Regions from separate parts of the Triticum aestivum genome. Here region 1 is linked to region 2. A link is a contact called in public Hi-C data. All regions are on one chromosome and are shown on one strand. Each heading gives the region's core, a stretch centred on a gene start, on an enhancer-like site or on the middle of the called end of the contact. The rest is flanking DNA. Distances are from core to core; before and after follow the strand shown.

Region 1 (3,836 bases), core at 949-3,448, 140 kb after region 2:
GATGAAAAAGAAAACTAAGAAAATAATTAGGAAGCCAAAAAATAAAGTAAATGTTAACAAAAACGAGAGCAAAACTATAAAATCTTGCCAGACTCAGTGTCCATAAGATTAATCGAAGGCCCATTTATTTTTTTGAATAACTTGCATTGGAGTCGAGTGGTAGAACTGGGCAGTGGTGGACCCAGGAAAACAGTAGGCCCCAGGCCAGGTTCGAAGTGCTGTAGCAACAACGATGTACAGTCAACGAAGGGAATCGCCGTCACGCCCCAGGCAGCCGGCCTAAGGGTGTGTTTGGTTGGCGTCCACACCACCACAAGCCTGGCCTGGATGGGTGCCTGAAGCATGCCTGGTCCCTGTTTTGTTTGTGTCCTGAGCAAGAAAGTACATGCCTGGCCTGGGTTGCTCAGCAATGTGATTAGCCTGGCCAGGTTGAGAAAAATAAAGAATAAAAAAGATTCCTAGCCCAGGCAGGCAGTAGGATTAGCCTGGCCCAGGCGTCCAATTTCTTATGCCTGGGCGTGCCACAGCAAGCCTGGCCTTTGCTTAAGAATTTTTTATTCGCTGGATGACTAGATGATGCAATACCCAAACGCACAGTAGGGTACGAACCAAACGCACAGCTGCCAGGCTAGCCTGGGCAGGCAGGAAAGCATCACGTTACCAGGCGAATGCCAGGCACCGGATTTTTCCAGGCAAGGAGCCGAGGATACGAACCAAACTAGCCCTAAATCCGCCTCTGGAACTGGGTAAGGTATGAGTCTCCTTGGCTGCTGAAATTCAGAAGATACAAAGAGAATGCAATTTATCTCCCTTCTCCCCTTTGCTGCCGTACACGCAAAGCAGCACAAGAGCTGCATGGTAGCAGTTATTGAGTACCACCTGGGCTAAAATATGAGGCACATACATACAATTTAATAAAACATACAACCTTTGGTGACGGACGAAGAGATCATATATGTGTGACGGATGAAAATTTCAGAGAAGAGCACCATTCTTTATTGTTAATAGGTACATATAGAGACAATAGGAGAGATGAGAAGACTAGAGTGAAATTGTAAACAAAAATCATGTAAAAATACTAAAATATAACACAGATAAAGAGAAAAAGAAAATAATCCAAGAGACAATTTCCTTAAAAGTAACCTAACAAAGATAACATAAGACGAGAAAGAGGGAAAAGCTAAACCCAGGATTAGAGCTATTTCCTTTTTTTTTTGCGGAAGGACAAAAGAATAAGAATAGGCATGATGAGAAGAACAACTAAGAAAAATGATTAAGAACCCGAAAAAGAAAGTAAATAAAAACAAAACGACGAGCAACAAACGTAAACTTTGCCAGATCCAGTGTCTATGAGAGGTATCAAAGTCCCATTGTTTTCTTAATGCCAGGCATCGGATTCGAGTCCATGAGATTGATCTAATTCCCATTTTTTGTAAATGCCGGGCATCGGATTCGAGTCGCAGAACAGGGCAAGGTTTCAGTCTCCTTGGCTGCTGAAATTCAGAAGATAGAGAGAGAACGCAATGTATCTCCCTTGCCCATGCCCATACGGTTGCTGAGACCGAAGAAACCAACGAACCAGCCAACGCCGTGATGGAGAGAAAGCAGCTAGGGCGATACGCCCAGAGCCAGATCGAGGTACACAAATATCTCAAGCAGCGGGCGGGAATCGAATCGTTTGAAAAAGCCCTCCTCGGGGTCACACGAGCAGAGCAGCAGCCGGAGGAGGGAACCGGAATCAACCGATAGATTGCTGTATCCTGGACCCCCTGTCGGCTGTTCCTGTTCCTAGTGTGAACATGTATCTTCCGGTCCAGGCGCTTCCTTGCGATCGAAGATTTATCTGCCCGCCGGCCGGCCAATCTTTCCTCCCCGGAGAGAACCTGATTCCCAACTGACCCTGATGATTTCACACAGTGTTGGGCAAGGAATATCGGACAGAGCAGCCGTCCTGAAAATCTAGTCAGAAAGCGCCGCCTCTGACGCGGTGCTTTGCATCTCATCTCATCTCATCTCAAGCCTTGGACTTCTCCGGCCGCCGATCAGGCCACCAAACCCATGGGCGGACGTGTCAATCCCGATCCTTTGTACGTGTGCCTATCCGCTCAACCAACCTCGGCTATTCGAGGAGTGCTCGCTTTCGACTTGTCAGCTAATAAAGGTGGTGCTGAGGCAGAATCGAATCAAATTACTTGTCAGCGACTGCGCGGTGCGGTGTCAAAAGTTGGGGGAGAAGCTTCCGTGCTCTGCCTCTCTGTGTGTGCTATCCGTGTGCCTGAGCCTGACACCAGTGCGGCTGGCGTGTATATATAGAGGGTGCTGGAGTTGGAGACAGGTATCCATCAGCAGATCAGCTGAATCCGATCGACAGCACAGCACAGCAGAAGCAACTCGTAGCCAGAGGACATACCTGATGGAGAACAACAGGAGCAACCAGCAGGCTCCTCCACCACCGCCAGGTATTGGTCGATCTACGCTACGGACTCGTTGGGGTTCAGCTCCCTGAAATCTTCAGATAGATGAACTTGTTGCTGCTTTCGATTTGTTCATTCGTTGGTGTTGGTGTTGCAGGGTACCCAACGGCGGCTGCGGAGCAAGGCCAAGCGGGCGGGAAGAAGGGGGGCCGGGCGAGCACCAAATCCAGGGGCGAGAAGGGCTTCATCGAGGGGTGGTACGTACTCCCCACCACCAGCTACTCCATCCATCGACACCACCTCCTTAACTGTCGTTTGTGATTTCCGGCCTGACAGTGTCTGAATTTGGTGTGTGTGTTTTCAGCCTGGCGGCGCTGTGCTGCTGCTGGATCTGCGAGATGTGCTGCGACTAACCGGCCGGCGACGGCGAGGTTCCTGGCACAAGGCCTCGGTGCTATCGTACCCACGAGGAGCGTATGCGTATACAGAGAGAGAATTGTTCTTAATTTCAGTGCCCGTTGTTTTAGGTTCTACATATATACTCCTAAGGTGATGCACGCATGATCAGTACTGTACCTGCCTACCTGTGTGCGTGTGTGAGATATTTCATGTATCCGTCCGTGTGCAGTGCCATATTCATGCACCGCGTCGTGTGTAATTAACCGGTGTGTACGAGACCGATATACTACTCAGTAATACTGTGATTGAGTATTTGATTTGAGGGTGCTTCCACAGCGTATTATTCACCCATTTGCATCTTCTTACTCTAGCATCATCGGGCCTCTTGAAAAAACAAAGAATCCTTTGAAAATTCTCTATTCCCTCCGTCCCAAAATAAGTGTCTCAGAGCAACTCCAACGGGGCGACCCAAACAGACGCACACTTTGTTCGTTTTTTGTCCGTTTGGGTCGGCCAGGCAGACGTGCGTGTCCGTATTTTAAAATGGGTCAGCTTGACCGCCCAACGGGGAGGCCGACCCAAAGGTGCCGCCGTGGGAAAAAAATAATACCCCCTCTGTAAACTAATATAAGAGTGTTTAAATCACTAAAATAGTAATCTAAACACTTTTATATTAGTTTACGGAGGGAGTAAGTTGCAAGAAATAAACATAAATAAACATAATTAAACATGAAGTGGCCGGTCAAACGCCGGCCAAAGTCCATCTAAATCTAATAAACATAAAATACAAAATTAAAAAAAGTCTGTGCCCGCCTACTGCCGCCCGGCACGCTACCCTAGACGTCGTCGGCCTTACTCTTGCCCTTGCCGTCGACGCCGCCGTCGTCGGTGAGGTTGATGAAGACCGGAGCAGGGCCAGCCCACCCAAGCGCCGCCTGGTACGCTGCCAGGGCAGCCTCCTCCGGCGTCTGCTGGGGCGGTGGCATTGCGGCAAGCCGCGCGCGCTCCTCCTCCTCCTCCTTG
Region 2 (3,949 bases), core at 1,361-3,860:
GACGAACAACGACGAGATCCGAGCAAATCCACCAAAGATAGATCCGCCGGAGACACACCTCCACACGCCCACCAACGATGCTAGATGCACCGCCGGAACGGGGGCTAGGCGGGGAGACCTTTATTCCATCTTCAGGGAGCCGCCGCCGTCTCGCCTTCCTGAGCATGACACAAACCCTAACAAGACAGGAAAAACGACTGAAAACGGAGCCCTCCCGCCGGCCCTTGGCAGGATCCACCGCGCCCCCAGGATGGCCTGAGATGACCATTCTCCCAAGGCAGAAGCTAGCGTGCGTTCCAGGTGCAGCCATCACTAATTATGAGTGTGCAAACATCTTATCTTTGGGATATGTACCACCACCCAACAATATTCCCAGGACAATCACAAGGAGAGGAGTGATTAGATGCTAGCACCACCCCATTGGCGATGGTATCCTGAAAAGACTAGACCCAAAACGCAGCCGGCCCTCTCCCTCCGCTGCTTTCCGGGGCCTTTTTACGGAGGCCACGGGCCCCTACCCACCACCCACGCCACACCACACCACAACAGCACGTGGTGCTGCTTTGCTCCTCCCTTACTGCAGCCGTTGACCCAAAGCTAGCTTAGCCTTTCCCCTCCTCCCTCCCCCTTGAGTCCCTCCCTTCACATCATTGCTGATAATCAAGCCCCTCATAATCAGTCCAAACCTCACCTCCAAATGCCCATGCCTCGCCCTGCTTTTCATCCCTTAAATGGTTCTATCGCCCCCGGTGTTTGTGATGGGTTTTGTTTTCTTGCTTTTTTGTGGAGGATTCCATGTCTAATCCATATCTTTTTCATGGTGATAGATAGGTGCGTCCACATTGCCTTCTTAAAGGGGCAGTGTAGCAATTGCTGCTTCGGCTTTAATGATTTTGCGACTTCTCATTACGGGGGTCTTGGGGAAGGACAAATTTCGGTGTTCTAAAAAAGCTTGTATTTTTTAGCATTGAACTTTTTTCTGCTGTAGTGTAAATTGATCTCTTCTACATGAAAAAGTACAAGCACATCAATGACTCGAACATTGACATGTCTAATTTGTTGTCAATGAGAAAAATAAAATTTAAAACTTGGGCCAGCCCGCCCCAAAAGCCTGGGACTAGTCCGAGCTCATGCTTACCCAAGCTCGACAACAAATCAGCTCAATAAGAAAATATAATTCGTATTTTAAAAATATTATATTTTCAAAAGCCTGGGATTATATTAATATTTTTCAAATATGAATTATATTTTCTTTTTCCCTCCTTCCAAACCTAGGCTTGGTATTTCAAGGTAGTGTGACCTAGAAACCTGCCCAAGTTTACAGACGAATTCGAACTATGGGCACCTTTAGTGTATAGCTTAATACTCACTCCGTTCCACAATGTATTGTATATCTACTTTCTAAAACTCAAACATGTTTATATTTGACCAAGTATATCGATAAAACTATCAACATCCAATATACTAAATAAATATATGCACAAAAAAATACTAAATAACTAAAATATGAAAATACACTTCATGATGAATCTAATGATACTAATTTTTTTATTTTGGTACTAATTTTTGTTTTGGATGATATTATAATCGATCTCAATCAGACATAAACTTGCTGAACTTTTCTAAAACCCAATATACACTACACTATGGAATGGAGAGAGTGTAATGAAAATGAATCGGGAATATATGGTAGTGTCTCTTTGTTAGATGGGGACATTCGAGCTATATCAATGTGGGCTTGGTGTTGTCTTTTGTAGAAAACCATCAAAGGAGATCTTCAGTTTTTGTAGAAATCCAACCTAAGCAACGTGGGATTGGCCTCTGCACCGTCAAAAGCGATACAGTTCATAAGATGGGACATCTCTTTTGCGGGGAATGATGCGGGAAATTAAAGAAAATGTTTGGAGAATGTGGAGTCGGGGCTGATGAGAGGTAGTATTACTCATGAGTTAGTCATGGAAAATTAGGCTTGTAGAGTTCACAATTTGCATATTTTCCACCAATCCCCATCAATACAACTTTATCTTTGTACTACTACCTAGTAGGAGAAAGCCAGTTGGACCTAAATGCTTAGGTTGCACTACCGAGGAAGGGGAAGGCCAGTGCATGGATGGGTCAATAGGGCCATCATTCTACTACCAAATTATCACGGGACAGGGAGAAGACGTGATGCTGCTGGTGTGACATGTTGGGCTTATCTTTGTGTTTCCCATTTGGGCCTTCCATTTGTATCATTGCCATCCAGTGAACGTGCCCAGTTGCTAAAAAAAAAAACCCAGTGAACCATGCAGACCGTTGAATCCTCGGCCGGCCGTTGAACCCGAGCGGCACAAAAACAGCCGTCTCCACAGGATTCGTCTGCCATCACCTGGAGCAGTTGACAAAAAATCAGTGAATTTTCATCATGACAGAGCAGATGCGTCTACCTATATAAAAACAGAGCAAGCATATCTTGATGGCATCTAGAGACTAATTATGAATAATACAAGGCTGACAGCTGTGGTGCTGCAAATTTTGTGTGCAAATTAAATTGAAGTCTATGAAGAGTCCAATCATGGTTAAAGCAATTGGATTTTTGCTTGATGCCTGTCACGATCGTGCTGGCGATTCTCCAGCTGCTGCTGGCTGGGCTAAGCTAAGCTTGATAGCTCCTTGACGCTTCTAGAGACAGGAAGACTCAATTTGCGCAGGAGGCATACAAGTCCGTGTCCTGGAAAAGGACAGAACCAACTTGTCACACCTATCCATACGGATCTTGATCGATTTGATCAGTCCGGATCCCGGCATCACCAAGGCGCAATTGTAGCCATCAAATTCACGCTTTCTTACATACTCCTGATGGCAACACCCCAACTAACAAAAATATCTGCATGTGCAACTCAACATACCTGTTTAATTAATTTATTTAAAGGCTTCCATACTTTGGTCTCTCTTTGTCTCCCCCACATCGCACATTACAGTTCTACAATTGTCCCAAAAAATGTACATAAGAGCACTCGGGTGCCACACCCCCCTTATATTCAAAACTAATTTAGTAATTCAAAAAATCCCGGAACTTTTTATGGAATCAAACATGACCAAGTATCGCACTTGTATAAAAAAGTTTAAACAGGGAATGACTTTCATTGTATCCGGGTCAAAGATTTGCCAAAAAGAACTAGATAAAAGTACTATTCATGCTATATTGTCGACATAAATTTATTTATTTTTGCCTTGAAGTCAACGGGAATCATTCCTTGGCCAAACTTTTTATACAAGTACAATACCTGGTCATATTTGATTCCAAAAAAATTCCAGGACTTTTGACCTTTTTTGAATTACTTTTTATTTTTGAACATAGGGGGTGGAGTATCCGAATGCTCCTAATGCGCTCGCTACAGTTGTCATACTACTTAATTTTCTCAAGTTCTCGTCAAGATGAGATTTAAGTAAATTTTACCACAGGTGACATCCGCATATGGCTTTTTTGCTGTTTCTTTATGTTTTGAGTATTTAACAAAAAAAACTATCACAATTCATGAAAACGTGTCCAGAAACTACCACTCTACAAATTTGTGCTGAAAACTACCACTTTTTTTCTAATCTTTGACTAAAACTATCATGTCGCATAAGTATACCCAATTCGTCTCTTCTAAACGCCTTTCTGACAGGATGGGCCCACAAGTCAGGTTGACCCTCTTCTTCCTCCTCTCTCTCCCTCTCTTTGGCATTTCTACAAACACCTTATGTGCACCAGCAAGCCACCTCCGCCGCCGACCACTGCCGGCGCTCACTCACGCACGACAGCGCACACGCTCGCGGCAGCGGCGGCTATGCGCAGCTCACCTGGAGCATGGACGCCGACGCCTCTGCTCACGCCCACACGCGGCCGGCGCGGCTTCTCTTGCTCGTTCCCATCCCCGCTGCTGCTCGCGCATGGCGTCGCAGCACGCACCCATGCGAGGCCGGC

Evidence for each region. A called contact is a pair of places that touch in the nucleus more often than the background predicts.
Region 1: a Hi-C map of leaf shows a contact between it and region 2, with 2.7 times the contacts expected there. The contact joins the promoter of LOC123063462 here to the enhancer-like site in region 2. A contact is called at or near these places in 3 of 5 Hi-C or Micro-C datasets (leaf and an unstated tissue).

The regions. Positions count from the first base shown.
Region 1 is chr3A:717,465,544-717,469,379 of IWGSC CS RefSeq v2.1, forward strand. It overlaps LOC123063462 (cysteine-rich and transmembrane domain-containing protein WIH1), which reads left to right and starts at 2,199. Exons shown (of 3, transcript XM_044487254.1): 1 at 2,199-2,459; 2 at 2,572-2,671; 3 at 2,779-3,135. The coding sequence starts at 2,414. The coding sequence ends at 2,827.
Region 2 is chr3A:717,328,736-717,332,684 of IWGSC CS RefSeq v2.1, forward strand. No RefSeq gene overlaps it. Among protein-coding and RNA genes, the nearest start is that of LOC123057245, 41 kb to the left of the region's middle. Within about 2 kb of position 2,611, at least 2 of the 8 cell types and tissues checked have an H3K27ac peak or open chromatin away from gene starts, as enhancers often do. A contact at or near this core is called in leaf, where this site is marked.